Regions from separate parts of the Zea mays genome. Here region 2 is linked to region 1. The links are chromatin contacts, called in public Hi-C maps. All regions are on one chromosome and are shown on one strand. The core of a region is the stretch at or near the end of the contact, and the rest is flanking DNA. Distances in the headings are between cores, read along the strand shown. Region 1 holds the start of LOC100191991 (serine/threonine protein phosphatase regulatory subunit Bbeta isoform). Region 2 holds the start of LOC103639973 (protein SHORT ROOT IN SALT MEDIUM 1).

What was found. Hi-C and Micro-C count contacts between places; a contact is called where the count stands out from the background.
Region 2: a contact with region 1 is called in a Hi-C map of leaf mesophyll, with 2.6 times the contacts expected there. The contact joins the promoter of LOC103639973 here to the promoter of LOC100191991 in region 1. A contact is called at or near these places in 6 of 25 Hi-C or Micro-C datasets (bundle sheath, ear, endosperm and 2 more).

What each region holds. Positions count from the first base shown.
Region 1 is chr9:74,452,433-74,458,428 of Zm-B73-REFERENCE-NAM-5.0, forward strand. It overlaps LOC100191991 (serine/threonine protein phosphatase regulatory subunit Bbeta isoform), which reads right to left and starts at 1,515. Exons shown (of 14, transcript NM_001137415.1): 1 at 1,121-1,515. The coding sequence starts at 1,232.
Region 2 is chr9:74,914,149-74,920,582 of Zm-B73-REFERENCE-NAM-5.0, forward strand. It overlaps LOC103639973 (protein SHORT ROOT IN SALT MEDIUM 1), which reads left to right and starts at 1,616. Exons shown (of 23, transcript XM_020543866.2): 1 at 1,616-1,850; 2 at 1,977-2,120; 3 at 2,231-2,362. The coding sequence starts at 2,046.

The sequences.
Region 1 (5,996 bases), core at 265-2,764:
TCAAGTCCCGAACTAAAAAAAGGTTATTTATTGAATGATCAATAAGCCTAATTCATGATGTAAATCCTCAGTATAAAACAAAATCTCCATGTCATGCAAAGCATTATGTTCAACTCTAAAGTTTCCATACTAAGATGTCTAAGAAGCATCCACTGCTGCAACATAACCTCTCTTCCCAGACTATTCTGAAACCAAAGTTTCCATACTAAGAAACATCAGTCATCAGTTCCACACATTGAAAGCTACTATTTTTCTCTAAAGGAAATTATCAAACGAACACAACTGGACCAATGTGGCTCTGTGATATAAGGAATTTCACAGATGGACCACATATAGTGTCTCCATCCAGATAGCATATGTCCAAAACAATTAAAAGAGAATAAGGACCATGTGCCAATGGCAAATCATCCTTGCAGAACTTTAGACTGCAAGTTTCCTATAAGGCAACAAGCCAAAAGCAGATGCTGAACCACAAACAGACAAGAAACACATTACTTTTATAGACACTTATAAACTCTTCCAGTTTTTCATTTCATGAGATCAACCAACCTCTTAAGTTCAGTTCAAGTTTGCACTATGATACCACATGCTAATGAAACTCCTTAAGCAACATATATCCCACAAATTTGAAGCCAGAGGAGTTCACAAGCTCCAGAGCTTCTTACCACCTTTCTGCATTCTTTAAAACACAAAATAAAGACAACTATCTGTGACCACGTTACTCAAACCCCAGTCAGCCTAGCATCTGCCCGGTTAAGCCATCTGAAGGCTAAAAAGGATTGTGTTTGTAGCCAAACAAACTCTCGGAGTGCAGAAAATTGAGCTTCACGCTTCTCACAAGGCCCACTCTGCCAGTAGGACATCAAACTAACCCTCCGAATCCATTCTACACGCACCGTGGTAGTCCTACACGAACACGATCCAAAGCCATGACGGGGTCGCGCCATCATTGCTGTGCATTTCCTATAAGACATCAATCCTGCAGAACTCCAATCTCAACACTAGCCCTATTGATTCCCACCACTTCAGGGGGGGGGGGGGGGGGGGGGGGGCATCGGGGCAGCCAAGCCCAGAGCCTCCACAAATCGAGCGGATCTTGAGCTCATGCGCACGTGCGTACCTTCCTGGACGTCTTCGCCCGCGGCACGTTCGCCGAAGACCTGAGCGAACCGCCACTCCAGCGGCTGCGGCTGCGGCGCCTCGCCTTGGTCGCCGCGGCCTGGGGGATCCATGGCGGCCGTCCGTCACGCGATCGCGCCGCGCGGGCACCGCATCAGGGGCGCCCCGGATCCGGGACGGGGACGAAGGTTGCCGGGGAAGCTTCTGGAATACTGATCGTTGGGCGTTGGTTGGAGGTGGGGCAGACGGCGGCGGAGACGAGGAAGAATGGGAGATCGAGCGGAGATGGGAGAGGAGGGGTGTGGGGTGGGATGCGACCAGAGAGACGAAGTGATGTGGGCGAGGGGTGGAGCGACCGGGCGAGGTCTCCCTCCTCTGTCGCTCTGTGCGTCCTGCGTCTCCCTACTCTGGTGTGCTTGTGTTTGTGAACATATTTCTTTTGTGAAGTGACGTGGTGGGGCTTTTACGTTTGGACCATTGCGAAAGAACAAAATACTTTCCTTAGACCGTATGGAGCAATTCACTTACATATAGGGTGGTAATAGACTCTAGATTTTGCATTACAAACTTTTTAAAAATCAAATCTAATTAGGATCAAATCATATTCCTATTTATTTTGAACTAACATTATTTAAGGGTCCTAACTTTTTGAGAAAGATCTATGGATGATCCATTACCATCTCTACTTATATGTCACTCAAAACACTATTTTACAATATTTTGCATAGTACACTATACTATTTGTTGAGTGGAGTTTGAATATAGGGATAAAGATGAATAAGATGCTGATGATAGCCTTACACGGACTATTTGTTGAGTGGAGTTTGAATATAGGGGTAAAAATGAATAAGATGCTGATGATGGCCTTACACGGAGAATGTGAAAGAATTCGACTAATAGAATTCGACTATTGTATGTAACAGGCTCTAGCCATCACTAGGTCATGTCATCTCTAATTTTCAACATGTTGATTAAGGACCGTTCGTTTATCTCAGTTAAAGTTTAGCACTTATTATATCGAATGTTTAAATGTTATTTAGAAGTATTAAATATAATTTAATTATAAAACTAATTATACAGATAAAAACTAAACGACAAGACGAATCTATTGAGCCTAATTATTTCATGATTCGCTAATGTGATGCTATAGTAAATATTTGTTAATAATAAATTAATTAGGCTTTAAAATTTGTTTCATTATTTAGTCTTCATCTATATTTTTCAATTAAACTATATTTAGTACGTATATTTAACATTCAAACATTTGATGTGGTATGTAATAAACTGTAGTCCTTGAAACCAATCACCGTGTGGCAATATAAGTGTGGTATACAACTTATGCCAAAGAAATAAAACGTAAGTGATTCAACACATTTGCAAGAAAGGGAAAGTAGAGGAAACCTAGAAGATTGTAATCTTATTTGCTAATTTGCTATCAAGTCATTAAAGAAATTAGAACAAAGAAATGGGTCATTATAAATCCTACGGAATTCATATGGAATGGCTTGTTTCATTGGAACTATAAGAATCTATTTGATGTTGAACCCCATGGTAAACAGGTAAAGTTTCTTATGTCAAAATCTCTCCCAAAAAAATCATGTGTTTTATATGCTTCATCCAAACATGTCATCTTGTAGTTCTCTATAGTTTTTAAATTCATAGGATTCAAAACGTTACGACATTTTAGAGCACCTAAAGGAGGTGAATAGGTGATCCTGCAAAACTTGATTAAAACAACACAAACTTGGTCCAATTTATTGGTTAGAGAAACTAAAAACCGAGTTTGGATGAGAAGAGGAGAGAAAGAAAGACTATTCACTTGATTGCTCACTTGAGATGTGTTTTAAACTAGGAGCAATATGTAAGTGAAGCTCATGCTCAAGGAAGATGGAAATCGCAGTAAAGTAAATGGACGAGAGACACGGCGATTTTTCCCGTGTTTCGACCAAAGCCTACTCCACGTTATGGTGACCTCTTTCGGTCAAGGGTTGCACTCGACCCCTCTCAAGTGATCCAAAGATCAAACTTGAGTGCAATGGTGTTCTTCCTTATATCAATCTCGTTTGTGAGGAATCTCTACAAATTTGAGTCTCTCACGCCTTACACAAGTGATCAATAGCAAAATTGGAGTAAGGGGGAGTAAAAACACGCATACAAGAGCACAATCGCAACAACAACACACGCACAAGTGAAGAAAAGAGCATAAGAACAAGAACGACAGAGTTACAGCTCAAAAACGCGCTCAAATCTCTCAAACACTTCAAACAGCGTGGTCACAGAGTCTCGGAGTTATAGTGTTCTCTTAGAATGCTTGGTATGTTTCTGCATGGCGCCTAGTATGTCCTTTTATAGCCCCAAAGGGCCTAGAAGTCATTGAAGCTTCATTTGGAAGCTCCCAGTCTTCCCTGTCTATGTGTGCATTGGACTGTCCAGTGGCACACCGAACAGCTACAGTGCAACGACTACAACATCATTGATTGGGTGTTATCCTTCTCGGGTGGGCACGGGACTGTCTGGTGGGGTGCATCGGACTGTTCGGTGACCCACCTAGCCATTGGAACCTACTGAGGTGGATGATATTCGTTGGCTATTCATCACACCAGACTGTCCGGCGCTCTACCTGGACTGTCCAATGATTTATAGCCAAGGGGACCCGTCCGAACCCGAGAGCGGCCTCTTCGGCCGTACAATCGCCGAACTATCAGGTGTGTTGCATCGGACTGTCTGGTGCTGTGTAGACCAACCCATCTTCTCCTCTTTTGTGCCAAACTTCTTTGACTTCTTTTAGCTTCACTTGAGGTGATCCCTAGCACTTAGACAAATTTTGTAGCAACTAAATCAATTGACTAGTGATAGAATCATTCCTTTTTCTCATCTTTTCATAGGGGTTTGCAATATGTGCAAACTCAAGTCCAAATTCCACTTTACTTGCACATAGAAGTTAGTAGCCAAATAGCAATGCAAGAAACATAGTATAAAGTAAGTGCAACTTATTTAAACACTTAAACCTCTTGTTTTTGTGGTTTTCCGCAATGTTGCATCGGACTATCCGGTGCTATCCAGACCAGCCCATCTTCTACTCTTTTGTGCCAAACTTCTTTGAGGGTTTGCAATATGTGCAAACTCAAGTCCAAATGCCACTTTACTTGCACATAAAAGTTAGTAACCAAATAGCAATGCAAGAAACATAGTATACAGTAAGTGCAACTTATTTAAACACTTAAATCTCCTGATTTTGTAGTTTTGCACAAGGTTGCATTTTTTGTCTTTTAATCCAACTCATTTGGACTTTGCATTTTCAATTTGCTTAATTAGAACATATGCTCATGCTCATACCAAGATGATTAGTTTATAGTGGTGTGTTGGGCAGTTAATCACCAAAACATTTAGAAATAGCCCAAAGGCACATTTCCCTTTCAATCTCTCCCTTTTTGGTGATTTATGCCAACACACCTTAAAAGCAACTCAAAATTTAATCTCCCCTTCTGGGCAGCACCGGACAATCCGATGCAATAATATATTTAAGAAAAATCCTCATTTTAAAACTCACGTGTAACACCCAAAATTTTAATTTAAAATTTAAATTAAAATATATTCTAAGAATTATTTAAATTAGAGGTCTAATATAACTAGTACTATAGGAGTATAAATATGACAACAATATTATTAAAATAAAAGAGACAGATAGAGTCCTAAAATAGATAGAATAAGATTCTAACAGATAAGCAGAGTTGGATTATCATAGGACTAGGTTACCAGATTAGATCTGTCATGTAACCGGCCAGCTCCCTGCCTATATAAATGAAAGGGAAATATGCCTTTGCGCCATTTTTATAATGTTTTAGTGATTAAGTGCCCAACACATATTCTTTAAGTCCTGATGTGACAAAGATTGAAAAAGTGCAAATCAAGGCATGAGGTATGTTTCTAGACTTAGTATATTTGTTTTTAATACTAATGAAGTTATCTAAGTGCTAGAAACAGTGAGAAAAAGAAGAAGAAAAGAAACCAAAAAGACTTGGCTCGGTGCAGCCAAAACTCAGCTCAGTCTGGCACACCGGACTGTCCGGTGGTGCACCAGACAGTGTCCGATGGTGCACCGGACAGTGTCCGGTGCGCCAGGCTGGTCTCCGGTGAAAAGACCGCTCTCGGGAAAAGATCAGCGGTGTACGGCTATAATTCACCGGACTGTCCGGTGGTGCACCGGACTGTCCGGTGAGCCAACGGTCACCAGCGCAACGGTCGGCCGCGCAATCCGCCGGCGACACGTGGCCCGCACGAACGGTCGACAGGGGGCACCGGATTGTCCGGTGTGCACCGAATAGTGTCCGGTGCGCCATCGGGCCCGAAGCTGCAACGGTCGACTACGCCTTATTTGGAAGGCAATCGCGCACCGGACAACTACAGTGACTGTTCGGTGGTGCACCGGACCGTCCGGTGCACCACACGACAGAAGGCAAGATTAGCCTTCCAAGATTGTCTTCAACGGCTCCTAGCTGCCTTGGGGCTATAAAAGGGACCCCTAGGTGCATAGAGGAGTCACCCAAGCATTCTCTGAGTATTCTAAAGCATCCAAACTCTGCTCCCACGCATTTGATTCTTTGTGTTAGCAATTTGAGCTCCATTTGAGTTGCGAACTCCGTGTGTTATACTTCGAGCTCAAGTTGTGACTTGTGTGTGTGGTTGTTCTATGGATTTGAGTCTTGTGTGTGTTGCTCTTCCCTTCCTTACTTCTGTGCTTCTTTTGTGATCATCATTGTAAGGACGAGAGGCTCTAAGTTGTGGAGATTCCTCGCAAACGGGAGAAAGTCTAAGGAAGAAAACCATGGTATTCAAGTTGATCATTGGATCACTTGAAAGGGGTTGAGTGCAACCCT
Region 2 (6,434 bases), core at 366-2,865, 460 kb after region 1:
CAAATCTAGCCAACAAACATAGCACAAAACTAAGAACCCTAAACTGCTCTGCGCATGCGTGGACCGTCCGGCCCACAGGCGCGGACTGTCCGGACCGCGGACCGTCCGGCCTCAGGGCCAGACCGTCCGCTCGCTCAATTGGAGGCTCAACAAAACGAACACACCCTTAATATATACTAGACATTCGATATTTCTATATATTAAAGCAGGCCCAGTCGCTCCCCAGTCAGTGTGTCCACGTAGTCCAAAAATTTTTAGCCGTCCGATGGTTTACGCAGTTTCAAATCCAAACGTCCAAAAAGAGTGTTGTTTCCTTCACTCAGTCCTACACGTGCTTTTATTCTTCCTAGCCACTGCCAGACACTTCTGGACGGGAGACGAAGCGAGCGCACCAAAGGGAAGAAGCCAGCTACTTCTTTCTCTTCATAGTGTCGTCATCTTTTGGGCGGAGTCGACGCTGCTCGCGACTTCATTGTTTCCCCATCCCATCCATTACTCCTAGCGCTACACCGGTTATATCTGCTGTAACGTCATAGCAGCTTCCCCGAAGAATCGCTCCCGTCGCCGACGGAGATCGTCCGGGCCGACGACTGTCGAGATCTCCACGGCTTCTCCGATTGCTTCATCATTTTATCAACGTTTGGCACAGGTACAAATGCATTTCCTATAAACATGACGTTTATTTTGTATTTATAGTACTTCACCATTTACTGCTTACTGCTTTGTCATTATTAATTTGACAATAAATTATAATCTTCGGTTTGGAAGTACGGGCTTCATCAAATTTTACATATTTACTCAGCGAAAAAAATCTACTTGATCAAGATACATTTGATTACACATTCCTTTTCCTCATAGTGTCCTCCAATATAACTGTTTTCTCAGTAGTGGTACTATTACGTATTTCTTTTTTTGCATAACTATCTATAAGCATTCAAAGAATGCTTCTCCAGCCTATTCTCCAAAAAAACAACCTCATTTCATTTTAATAGAACTTTACTTTGATGCAGCAGATATTGATTTCGACCCTGCTATCCAGTTACCATTTATTCAATGCCACATACTTACCTGAATTTAATTTCCTCCAATAATTTCTCCACATACTTATCTTTTGCCACTATGTAGTCATGAACAAACTACTTAGATGTAAATATGTGGCAACCATCATTTGCTACTATGCACTGATAATACAATCTGCTTAGATATATACTATGCCACTATGTAGTCATGAACAACCTACTTAGATGTAAATATGTTGCAGACATCTTTTGCTACTATACACTGACAATCTGTTTAGATATAAATATGTGATAATACAGTGTTTGTCCCATAAATATTATGCCAGACTAATATGTTTCTTTTATTGCTAGCTACATCAGACATTCTTTTCTACCTATGCATCTACGTATATATCTCAATTATTGATATTCTATCATCAGTACTTCACTTTTACAACCTTAAATCAAGTATTTTTTATTTCTATCAATCAACAGCATGTGCTAGGTAATTATTACAACAAATTTACATGTTTATTATCTATTTTAATTCAACTATTTTTATTAAAAACATTTTTATAATGCTATTTCTATACACATTATTACATTGCTTAATGCGCGCGCTGGCGCGCGAGTGACCAGTAATATAACACACACTAATCAAACACCACATATATCTTGCGCTCTCCAAATCCCTCGCCGAAAGCCCGAAACCCTTCCAGTGGTCTTCCGCCGCCAACCCTCGCCGCTCTTCCGCTGCCAACCGTTGCGCCGGCCCGACTCTGTCCTGAAGCCGTGGCGTACGGGGGATTCACTTCCATTCGACGCCATCTGGCCTCCTCTTCCATCTCGCGGGTAAACCCTAGCCCATGCACCTGGCAGCCGATCGAATCTGCGGATACGGTGTCTGTATTGGGTTGGAGTCGTGGTCGCATTCGTTTTTGGTGCTAAAATATCTAGGGTTTCCTTCTTTTCTCGCAGGCGCTTGTTCGTGCGCGTGGATTGTTTTATCAGGGTCTCGTGCCCGTGCCCTAGGTGGGCGCGTCCGCTATGTTTCCTCCCAAAGGGCCCAATCACTATGGCCAGCAGCTGCCTTACGGCGTGCAGCAGCCGTACGGCCAAATCGTAAGGCTCTGTGAAGGGTCTGACTGCTTTCTTTTGTTGCTGGACGCAGATTCGTTATGAATAATCATTCGTGTTCCCGTTGCTTTGGCTGGATGTTTTCTCTATTTCAGCCTAGTAGCACTGGATTTGCAGCCCCGGCAGCGGCAGGTGGCACTGATGGTGGTCGGTTTGGTGCGCGTGCAGGACAAGGGGCTGCTGCGCAGTATGGAGGGCCTTATGCATCAGTATATGGCACACAACAGGTGGTTAACTATAACTGCTTTGTTCTTTTTCTAGATAAAATCTCCAATTCAACATGCAATTTATATTCACTAGTTAGGTGCCTGTGTGTTGCTACGATTTTTTATATATAAGTCCACATTGTTTAAATGTGATAGTTGTTCAAACACGTTCTAAACAACAACAACAACAAAGCCTTTTTGTCCCAAGCACGTTGGGGTAGGCTAGAAATGAAACCCCATATGAAAACCTCAGAGCTCAACCCCAAAGAAAAGAAAAGGGAGAAAAAGGCAAAGGAGAACCGAAAAACGACGAAACTGGGAGACACATAAAAAGAGATAAAACCCACAAGAACCAACAAGATCTAAAGGGGCACAAGAAAAGGTTAAACGATTAAGGAGGAAAAGCGAAACTACAAATTAGGGTTCTGGCACGTGAATTGCACACTTCCACCCCTTCCTATCCACGGCGAGCTCTTTATCAATATTCCACTCCTTCAGGTTCCGAACGCTATTCCGAACGCTAACATAAATTATGTTAAACACAGTGTTTTCAACTATGGTACATTCTGCACTAAAGGATTTAGCATGCTGATTGAAAAGAGTCATTAACCATAGGGACCTAAAGCGGTCTAAGATATTTAGATTTTAGTAGGATATCTCTAAAACATATTTTTGGTACAAAAGCAAACCAAAAAAGCCGAATGAAGCTTACTGCACAACATGCCAATGAAAATCGAAAGATCTTTGAATTACTGTCGAAGACCATGGGAAGGTATGCTTTCAGTCAAGCAGGTAAGACAAACGACATACATGGCAAGGGAATGTGTGAATAGTCAATAAGATGGGGGATCAATGCTTTGTTGTGTGTGTGCAACATGTACAATTCGTTGGCTTGTATGCATCGACCAATGTGTACGTATAATCCCTTTATTGTCACACACTCAAACTGCACAGCGCAACAGAGTGAACAAGGAGGGTATGCATGCCAATCGTGTGATGATGGGATCACATTACTGGTTTGTTATCATGATGAACAACCGATACGAAATGTTAATTCCAATCAAGAAAATATATGGCCATTGAAAGCAAGGAACACCAAAGAATTGTCTCTACTCTGAAAACATCTCTAGAACTACGATCTGAATGACTGAATCAAAGAAGCCAGCTACTAAGACAGTAACTTTTCTATATATCCTAACCCCAACCTTGCGAGTTACCAATCACAATCAACCTTTCTTCTTGGCGGTCCACTCCTGGAATCGACGGAGGCTCGTTGAGACGTCAGTGAAGAGGCCATCGATGTCGACGTCGTTGATCCAGTAGTGGGTTCCTATGGGAAGTTGAAGCACACGTGGTTCCGATCGGAGCACAATTGGCTTAGACCGAGGAAAGGAACGAGAGGGAGATGGAGACCCGGAGCGAAGCGAGGAGAGATAGTCAAGCGAGTAAGCTGAGGGAGCGAAAGGGTGGGAGCGCATGAGGTGTGTGTTCTTTATTACGGAGTACTACACTTTGGTCCACGAGGGTGGAGCAGTTGGCAACAATGGAGCTGGAGCACGGCGACGCGAGCAAGGAGGGATGGAGCGGTTGGCGGCAACGGTGACCTTGAGCTTCTTGTGCTTGGTAGCGGGAAGGCAGGCAGGGAGCACAATGTGTTTGGAGGGAGGCAATGGTGGGAAGGACTCATGCATGTGCGCGAAGATAGGAGGACGACGCACGCACGGAGAAAGTGCCACTTTATATTAGTAGAGATTGTTGTTGATTCGCAACCATTAATATAATTGATGCACATGCCGTGTAGCTTGTTTTTTGTGTTGCTTGTATCAGTGAGGAACCTTGATTCAAGGATAATATTTTTAGTTTATTAGCTGCCTAGGAAGGATCTCTCTCGGTACTTATGATCAATGCTGCAGAGAGATGGGGATATTGATGAAGATGTTAGCTATAGAATCAAATCAACACGGAGGAAGTGGTGCTAAACATCTGGCATTCTATGTGACAAGAGGATAATATAAAAGCAACGACGACTAAACCTGCTATGTTGTACGGTGCAGAATATTGGCCTGAAAAAGGCATCGTGCTCAACAGCTAAGTGCTCTGGAAATGCATATGTTGCGTTGCATTTGTATGGCAAGGAACCAAGTCCAAAACAATGATACACATGATAGGCTAGTGGTGGCATCAATTGAAGAAAAACTTGTACAACGCCGATTGAGATGGTTTGGACATGTCCAACGGAGACCTCTAGAGGCAACCGTGTGTAGTGGGATTCTAAGGTGTGATTGTAATGGGAAAAGAGACAGTGGAAGGCTGAAATTGACATGGGAAGAGGCATTAAAAGGAGTTCTGAAAGGATGATACATACCCAAAGATTTAGCCTTGATTAGAAGCGAATGAAAAATAACTGAGAGAGAGTGAGAGAGAGTGTTCTGCCCTGGGAAACCCTAGCTATAGTACACATAGAGCTACAGTGCACACATAACCCTAATGGGCTAGGCCCATATACATATCACTCTGACACCCCCCGTAGTCGAAACTCTAGCCACTGCAGATGTTGAGACTAGATCGAAACTCCGCAAACACCGTGGACGGAAGTCCTTTGGTGAAGACGTCGGCGAACTGGGAGGTGGTCGGGACGTGTAGAACGCGAACAGCTCCACAGGCTACTCGTTCGCGGACGAAGTGAAGATTGATCTCGACATGCTTCGTGCGCTGGTGCTGGACGAGGTTGGTGGAGAGGTAGACGATGATGATGTTGTCGCAGAAAACCAGGGTGCTCGTGGCCAACGGACTGTGGAGCTCTTGAGGAAGCTGGCGTAGCTAGGCCGCCTCAGCCACGCCGTTGGCCACGACGTGGTACTCGGCCTCGGCGCTGGAGCGAGAGACGACCGGCTGACGCTTGGATGACCAGGAGACGAGGTTGTCCCCGAGGAACACGGCATAGCCCGAGGTGGACCGACGCGTGTCGGGACAGCCTGCCCAGTCGACATCGGTGTAGACGCGAAGCTCCGTGGTCGAGGACCGGCGTAGGAGCCTGAAGTTGAGGGTGCCACACAAGTGCCGCAGGATCCGCTTCATCGCGGTGAGGTGCGGCTCTCGAGGATCGTGCATGTGGAGGCATATCTGCTGGACGACGTAGGCGATGTCGGGCCGGGTGAAGATGAGGTACTGAAGTGCCCCGACAATGCTCCGGTAGCCGGTCGGATCGGCGACCAGGGGCCGGCGGCGGAGACCTTGCCCTGCGTGTTCACCTGGGTCGCGCAGGGCTTGCACTTGGCCATGCCAACGCGCTCGAGGAGGTTGACGGTGTACTGTCGCTGGTGAAGGAACATGCCCTGGGGACGGCGCTTGACGGTGATCCCCAGGAAGTGATGGAGTGCCCCAGGCCCTTCATCACAAACTCCTGCTGAAGGCAGGAGATGATGCGACGCAGGAGCCCATGGGAGGAGGCGGTGAGCACAATATCGTTGACGTAGAGGAGGAGGTACACAGTGTCCGGGCCGCGACAGAGGAGGAACAGGGACGTGTCCGACTTGGCTTCGACGAAGCCCTGCGAACATAAGAAAGTGGCAAAGCGACTGTACCAAGCCCCTGGGGCCTGCTTGAGGCCGTAGAGTGACTTGTTGAGCTTGCAGACCAGGTCGGGGTGAGCAGGGTCAACGAACCCAACGAGCTGAGTGCAGTAGACCGTCTCCGTCAGGGTGCCGTGGAGGAATGTGTTCTTCACGTCGAGCTAGTGGACCGTCCAGTCCGGGGACAAAGCGAGAGTCAGGACAGTCCGGACGGTGGCAGGCTTGACCACCGGACTGAAGGTCTCGTCATAGTCAACTCCAGGGCGCTGGGTAAAGCCTTGGAGCACATAGCGGGCCTTGTACCGCTCTAGGGACCCGTCGGCATGCAGCTTCAGCTTGAAGATCCATTTCCCGGTGACCACGTTGGCACCATGGGGATGTGGCACCAGGTCCCAGGTGTGGTTGGCCTGGAGAGCGTCGTACTCCTCTTGCATGGCACACCACCATTGCGGATCGACAAGCGCACCATGAATAGTCGTGGGAACCGGCGGTAGGATCGGAGAAGAGGCCGCGGCGAGAAT